Linked DNA regions of Capsicum annuum: region 2 is linked to region 1. Evidence: chromatin contacts called from public Hi-C data. All regions are on one chromosome and are shown on one strand. The core of a region is the stretch at or near the end of the contact, and the rest is flanking DNA. Distances in the headings are between cores, read along the strand shown. Region 1 overlaps LOC107867603 (ATPase GET3A). Region 2 overlaps LOC107856096 (cyclin-C1-1).

Evidence for each region. A called contact is a pair of places that touch in the nucleus more often than the background predicts.
Region 2: a Hi-C map of leaf shows a contact between it and region 1, with 3 times the contacts expected there. The contact joins two enhancer-like sites. A contact is called at or near these places in 3 of 5 Hi-C or Micro-C datasets (leaf and placenta).

Annotation. Positions count from the first base shown.
Region 1 is chr4:197,212,321-197,216,433 of UCD10Xv1.1, forward strand. LOC107867603 (ATPase GET3A) reads left to right here. Exons shown (of 7, transcript XM_016713914.2): 5 at 633-771; 6 at 918-1,033; 7 at 1,204-1,592. The coding sequence ends at 1,386. Among protein-coding and RNA genes, the nearest start is that of LOC107867603, 40 kb to the left of the region's middle. Within about 2 kb of position 1,986, at least 3 of the 5 cell types and tissues checked have an H3K27ac peak or open chromatin away from gene starts, as enhancers often do. A contact at or near this core is called in leaf, where this site is marked.
Region 2 is chr4:197,343,581-197,347,707 of UCD10Xv1.1, forward strand. It overlaps LOC107856096 (cyclin-C1-1), which reads right to left. Exons shown (of 7, transcript XR_007054512.1): 6 at 2,001-2,866; 7 at 1,102-1,476. Among protein-coding and RNA genes, the nearest start is that of LOC107856096, 10 kb to the right of the region's middle. Within about 2 kb of position 2,806, at least 1 of the 5 cell types and tissues checked has an H3K27ac peak or open chromatin away from gene starts, as enhancers often do. A contact at or near this core is called in leaf, where this site is marked.

The sequences.
Region 1 (4,113 bases), core at 736-3,235:
CTTAGTATAGCGTATAATATATTGGAGCTGACATACTCTATTTTGTACATAATCTTTGGTACTCTTGCATCTGCTTGATGAACGCCAATGAAACCACGTACTTCATCAAAAAAAGAAAAGAAATTTACAGCTTTCACATGAATGTGACCAAGTAATGGGGTCTTGAAAATCATCAGTAGAATTTAGAAGTATTCACCAGTCATCACGGATACAGAAGTCACATAATTGCTGGAAACTGAGCTATGTAACTGATGTGGTGTCTAGTTCCCATTCTTTTCCTTGCAAAGACTTGCATTTTCACAGAAAATGAGTTTGAACAATTCGTTAGTGGTTCTAGCAACTATTTATCTGAGCAGTTTCGGTTTGGTAAAAAAAAAAATACACATTGTGTTCTGCATGTTTGGTTTGATTGTGAGGTGGAGTCGTCTGTTGATGTTGCCTGTTGATCCATTTATTTGTTTTTTTCATCTTATTTTGCTTTCTGGTAACCTACTACTTACCCTGGCCAAGGCAGGGGAAATTCCTTAAAGATAGTCTTTACTGAAATGGCTGAATAAATTTCCTTCTTTCATTGTTTACCTTCTGGTTACTTTTCAAATTCTCCTGATCTTTAATGCCACTTCTTTTAACAGGACTTGACGACATTCGTTTGTGTTTGCATCCCGGAATTCCTCTCTCTATATGAGACTGAAAGGCTTGTTCAGGAACTCACTAGATTCGAGATTGATACACATAACATTATAATTAACCAAGTGCTTTTCGACGAAGAAGGTACAGTTCTCATATCTTCTCTGTACATAGTATTAATTCCTTGTAGTTTCTTTTCAATTGTGTTTGGTATTGTCTGTATCACCTTTTCCTCCTAAGTTGTTTTGTGTGAGAGAAAACTTACTCTTGGACCTTGCGTCTGTTTTTAGTTGTTGAATCCAAGCTGCTGAAGGCTAGGATGCGGATGCAACAAAAGTACATGGACCAATTCTACATGTTATATGATGACTTCAATATTACCAAGCTGCCTTTGCTGCCACAAGAGGTTTGAAGATGCTGTTGCATATATCCTGGATATCTTCCCACAGACAAAAACAAAAGAAAAAGAAAAATGAAATGAATTCTTTATTCACGGGAAGAACATGATCAATAGTTTTTTTAATATATTAAGAAACAAAGCTTCGCCAGTCTGATAAGTGATGTGCTCTCTGATAGGTTTGTGGTGTTGAAGCGCTGAAAGCATTTTCACATAACTTTCTGACACCGTACCAACATTCACTTGTTCGCGGTTCAGTAGAGGAACTGGAAATGAGAATAGCCACACTGAAAGAACAGTTGAAAGATGCCGAAGAAGAACTGGAAAAACTTCGAGCAGGCCAAGAAGAAACCATAATGTAGAAATACTTGGCGGATGGAGGGCATTATGTTGCCTTCACTTTTTCTTTTATCCTTTTTTAGGAAACAGCGTATCTGAAAAATCATATTTTTCTTAGAGAAAACTAATCTTTTTTTGTATTAAACTTTTTTCAATTTTTTGGTTCTTTTGGACCTTCAAGAAGACAATAAATGAGGTTATAATATTCATGAAGTAAACTTGACCACCATTATAGTGTATTTTCAAGTGGAGTTTGATGAATGCAAGCGATTATCAGTGATAAAAATGTTATTTTCCTTGTAATTAACGTCGTGCATTTACCAATGTCATCTATTCATTGCTACCACTATCACCCTCCATAATAGCTATTGCGGTTGTCACCACCTCCCACAATTGTTGTCAATAACTATAATCAGCCGTTATTACCACTAGTCAGCAGTTACAATTATCCTCACCAACCACCATTACTACAACAATCACCAATTACTATCTACTATCAACAGTACATATCGCCAATAACCACCAGAACCATTCACCACCACAATTAGTACCATTTCCATCCGCCGCCACCACAACTACCACCATCAATCACTATTCTCAACCACCATCACACTTGCTACTACAAACAACACGACAATTAGCCACTTCCAGCCTCAATTAGCACAACCACTACCGCTAGCTAGGACTGAACAAATCAGGGGTCGTGGTTCCTCTCGTGGAAGTCTGGAATCTGAGATTTGACCTTAAACAAAGCTAAGTATTGAATAATCATAAGTTTGACTTCTGATGTTTTACACTTGCCACCACATCCAGATTTGGGGCGTAACATTGACTCTCCGCTATGGATTCAGTGATATTATTTTCACCTCTACCCTCGACCATGGTACAACTACTTTCGCGGTGCCCCAAGTCCCAGTGCAGTCTTTTCCATCTCTAGCAAACCCATTATTGATTTCTGCCGACTTGTCAGTTTAACATAGATTTTTGACAAGTCGGATTCATAGTTATATCTTGATCATCACTGTTTTCATCATGTTGCATATGATTGTGCGCTGAGACACATGGTGGGGAAGTCCCCTACCCGTTTATGACTCGAATCTCCCTAGTTATCCGATCGACCTCGTTGTTCACGGGACTATTCAAGAGGGGGTTGTCATTGGTGATAACGTTGGTCTGATGAGCATTTTCTTGCTAGCTAAGTCGATTAGTCACTTTGATTCACAAAACAAAATTTGTTAGTATCAGTTCAGTAGGATCAAAACAATACCACACTATCCTTGGCCTCACGGTAGACACCAAATTATTTATCCCAAAAAGATACGAATTCGAAGCCAAAAGGGCTATTTATTTTTAATCAAAAATGCCAAAGGGGACAATTAATTATTTAAAAAAATCAAAACGAACAAATCATGGGATAGTCAAGGATTTACAAGTCGTGTGGGCCAGCGACTTGTAAGTCGCCCACATCCCAGCGACTTGCATGAAATCCATGTAACAAAAGCAACAATTCTGCATGTTGCATGTGCAAGTCAGCATGTTGAAACAGTATAAAAACAATTCTGAAGTATGTTGCATGTATATCTATATTGTTTTGAGAAATAGCTATGTAGAAGTAAAAAATTGTACTACTTCTGTTTCAAAAAGAATAAACTAATTTAAAGTTTAAAAAAATAAAGAAAATTTTTTAATCTTGTAGTCCTAAATTAAAGATATGTCGAATATATCAAAATGTCCTTTAATCTTGTGGTCTTAAATATGTAACTTGAAAAATTGAAATTAAAATATTGCTAAAAAAAAGGGTGGGGGAGAGTGGGGGGGTGGGGGGCGGTAAGTCATTCTTTTTGAAACATAGGAGAGGATTATGTGTTTATTCATGAGAAAATTGAAGGAAAGATGTCTTTTAAGTCTTGAATGAAGAATTGGTGACCAACTTAAAGAGTCAAACATAATTAGGAAATAGATTAAGTTAATTGTGTATTTGATTAATATTTTCAAAATTTTCTAATCTTTTCAAAAATACAAATCAACCCACACCCCTCTCCTTTCCAAATCAACTGTCTCTCTCCTCTATCTTGAGAGAGACAGTCTCTCTCAATTCTCTCCCAACCAACAGTTTCGCAAAATTTCTCCGTTCAATTCCCGACAACTTCAAGCTCAGGCCACAAATAGCTGGGTGAGTTCCTTTTCGACTTTCAACCGTCAATTGACCTAACAAGCAGTGTTCTCCGGCGACAACAACTTCAAATTCACTACTACACAATGCATTTATAGCTACAAATTCTTAGCTACGAATTTAAAAAACCTAGCTATTATCTAATAATAGCCATAAGAATTTAAATTCTGTAGCTATCTATATATTCGTAAAATTTCATAGCCACGAAAATTCAACGGATAAAGCTAATCTCTCATTTTTGCTATAGTTACTAGCAATCGTGACAGTAGTTGCCTAAATAGCTATAACTTTGTTGTCACGGTAAAATTTTGTAGCTGGTTATAAGCTTTTGTGACACAAAAGAGTAATTGTAGCAATTGTAAATTTTTAGCCACAGTAAACTATTTGAACAAAATATTCTAGCTAAATCAAATATTTTGCTTCACGTTATAAAAAATTGTGGCAATAGTTAAATGATATTGCCAGGTTTATTTTGCTATGATAAAAATTAGTAACTAACAGTTATTTTTTTCTACGAATTGAAATTTATTGTAGTAATTAATAACCTTTTAGCCACAAAAAAATTTGAATAAACTAT
Region 2 (4,127 bases), core at 1,556-4,055, 130 kb after region 1:
AGTATTTTATTCATTTTGATTAGATATTGAGAATTCAGTGTTTATAAACTTTAATTTTGTTTTGCAACTTTTATGAACATCATTTGAATGAATAAAATCATGTAATTTACTTTCATAAATCAAGTGAGATTTTGTCATCGAGCAGTAATTGTTGTGAGAGATGTAGTTATGAAGGTCATAATAGATGTATTTGTAATTTCTTTTCAATAAATTTTGATGTTAGCGAATATTTGTGACAATATCATGTTGTAACATACAAAGGAATGAATGCAATTGATTGTTCATCTAGTTTTAATACTTCTCTCATATGTTACATACATAAATTTTTAAAACATTTTACATCTGTTAAATGAATATTAATTAAAATATTTATTAAATAGATTGTCTTGAAAGTTAAATTACTATATTTTTTAATTAGATTAATAATTTTTTTCTAGAGATACATATAATCTTGATAGGCATATATATGTGAAAAATAGCATGCATCTACAACAAGATAAAGATATATAGTATATGAAAAAATACATAATATATTTAGGTAAATAATATACATTGTTAATAAGTCTCTCATGTACATATCTCATATATGACATTCTTATTTATATATGCATAGACTAAATTCGCTAAATATCTAGAGGTACAAATTTATCTAAATGTATCTTTTATACGTATAATTTATTTTCATATATTTTATAAAATATATCTCTTATATATTTAATATATGTATCTCTTATTTGAAAATTCAAATCTCATAAATTAATGTAAAATTTCAGTTTTGACACAACATTTGAATCATCCACATCATTCAGTAGTCACAGCTATTGTTCTCAATAATTAGTCTCCTATATACATGTCATATACTTCATATATATTGAGAGATTTGTACACTAAATTTGTTGAAATATAGAGAGATACAATTAGCGTAAATGTATATCTTATATGTGCTAGTTATTGTATTTTTTGTAAATTATATCTCATATTTATGTAATAGCTATATCTCCTATTTAAAATTGTATCTGATAAATAAGTGTGAAATTTTAATTTTTGCACAACATTAAAAATCATCCACAAACAAACAGTAGGTATAGAAAGTAGGGAAACTAACCAAAAGAAAGAGTTGAATAACTTCTTAGTAAAACAAAATATCCAAACAAAACACGACTAGTTTAGTTCAACACAAAACAATTTACAAATTAAAATTTAAAAACTATTGAAAATAGAATTGTGTTTAGAAAATTCATAACAGTGACAACTAGAGCTACCCGATAGTAACTACGTCTTTTTTTGAAATTGGTGGCATAAAGGTTAGTTTAGGCCTCAGTGGGTCGTCATTGTCACTTAAGTAATTGTTATCCGCCTTATCGATTCCATACTTTCATAACAGAAATGCAAATATCAAACACGACACCAGAAGATGTTATGTCTACCCCTTTGCTCAGGTACTCAGCAAACAAAGCTACAAAAAATCCACAATCCCTGCATATTGATTAATTTACAGGTAGTTAGTTGTTATTGTAGATACAAAATTTAACATAAAACAAGATCCTAATACTTACAGAAAATCCCTGCATATGATAATTTTGTTAGAGTTACATGCATTATTTGAGACTACAAAAAACATACACAAATATACTACTCTTATCTAGCAAAAGAGATACAAATTTGAAACATACATGTATCTACATTTTATATGCATAACTTGTAAGAGATACATCCTAATCAAAGTAAAAAATTTAAATGTATGTCTTTATATAATAACTTGTATCTCTCAGATACATAACTAAGAAAAAAAAAATATAATATACCACGAGATACATAATAAACATGTAATGCTTATATATGTATCTTTTGCATTACTAATATTTATCTAGCTTATACATTTTTTCACACAAATAAAAACCTGTGAGAGACACATACATATACAGAATAAGATAAAAATTAAAGAAAAATTATCAGACTTAATAGAAAATGTATCTCGAACTAAAATAAACCTGAAATACCTTTGGAAGAACATCTCTGATGGCAACTTCAACAACTCTTCCTCTTTTGGCATGAACTACACCTCCTAAACTCGTAGATCCTTTTTTCATAAAATCACCGACTCCTTTTTTCTTAGCCCCTTTTGCATGCTTTTCACGCAATTTTTTTATCATAGGAAAATTATTTCGGTGATTGAGTTTATTTTCACAAAAATCATCAAAATCTTTATCAAAAACTCTAAGGACAAAAGAAACAACATCTACATATTATTCGATGTTATCAATTTGAGAGATTCCAAAACTAAAAGATGAACATGAATCAACTTTAAATTCAATAGAAATAGACTTGAAAATTTTAAATTATAAGTCTTTACTCGATAATGTTAACAAAAATAGAGATGTTGTTCAACTTATTTTTTGAAAAAAAAAAAAATGCTGAAACTGAAAGGATAGAGTGAAGATGACTTTGGGGGAGGTAAATACCTTAATTCTAAAATATTGAAGATGAGAAAATTGTGAAAAATCACCACACAAAATTTGCCTTTGAAATAGGAAGAAAGACGCAATTTGATAAAGGTAAGTATCAGATAAAAAGATACTACTAACATGTATCTGAACTTATAACCCCAAAATTAAAAAGTTGGGATATTTGCAATTTATTTAAATTGAAGGGATTTTTAGTAATTTAATAACTAAAGTTGTTCTTTTTATATAATTTTTCCTTAATAAAACATGCGTGTAATATGGCTCTGCATAAAACTGGTGCTCTTCGAACAACTATCTAAACTGGTAGGTGTTGCTATGCTTCTCATCATACTTGTTGCAAATGTGAATATCAACACATTGTTCAACGTTTACTTTGCCAGTAGACTTCTTGGTGGTTGAGTCTACATGAAAGTAAAATCACCTAATTAATATTCCTATGTAATTGTCCTCAAAAAATATTTTAATGTCAACCTTGAGAAGTAAGAACATGTAAATAGATTCATCTCCATAAGATATCAACCTAAAAATATTCTAGCAAGAAAACAAAATAATAACTTTCTAATAAATAATTTCAATGCCTATTCATATGCTGCACTCAAGAGTAATAACTTGAATTCCATATTCCACATTTCCTCTAGCATTGCTCTATATCTATCCTCCCATGCTTGCAACTTGAGAATCCTCATGTTCCTGAGGCACTCGGAAGTCTTTCTCGTCCTTGGCTCCCATTAGTTTGTCTTGATAGTCTTCTTGAATCCTAGCTAATGGGACGGTTGCAACAATGGAAATAATGATGCAATACCAACATTTTGTACAAAATAGCAAGAGCCAAAATGATTTGAAGAGGCAGCTTCCATATATCTTGAAGATCCAAAACTGAAATAAAACTGTATGAAACATACTGTAGTCTGAAAGCCTCTAAACTGTCTGAAAACTGTGAAGTTGATGGGACATGTCCCCAACTAACTCCGAACTACTGAAATAATAAAGTAATAAAATAATCATGCTATCCTCGAATGATGAAGACTCACTGCTAGTATGGCGGTTGAATGTCTGATCTACTAAGGATGCTCGGGAGCTCGTTCTTCTAAACCTATGGTAGATCAAACGTTCAACAGCCAGAGATTGTTTTATACCATTGATTTAGAAGAACGAGCTCCCGAGCATACTTAGTAGATCAGACGTTCTACAGCCAGTTCTACAGCCAGACTAGCAGTGAGTCCTCATCATTCGAGGATAGCATGATTATTTTATTACTTTATTATTTCAGTAGTTCGGAGTTGTTGGGGACATGTCCCATCAACTCCACAGTTTTCAGACACCACAGTTTTCAGACAGTTTAGAGGCTTTCAGACTACAACATGTTTCATACAGTTTTATTTCAGTTTTGGGTATTATTATGCTGCCTACTCTCTGAACATCCCCTGCCATGTAATTAACAATCTCTCCACTAGAGTGGCTTTGCCTTGCTGAAATTGAGAGCCTCAGCCCTTCGTGATGTAACATTGCAGTGAGAGATGATATCACATGCATACCCCAAAATGTATCCCTCGCAAGGGAACGTCTCGACTTCGGCTAGGTAGTCTACGAAGTAGCTGATCATGTACGGACCCACATAAGAAACACAAGTGTTCACCCCTGCAAAAATTGCATTGCAGGCAG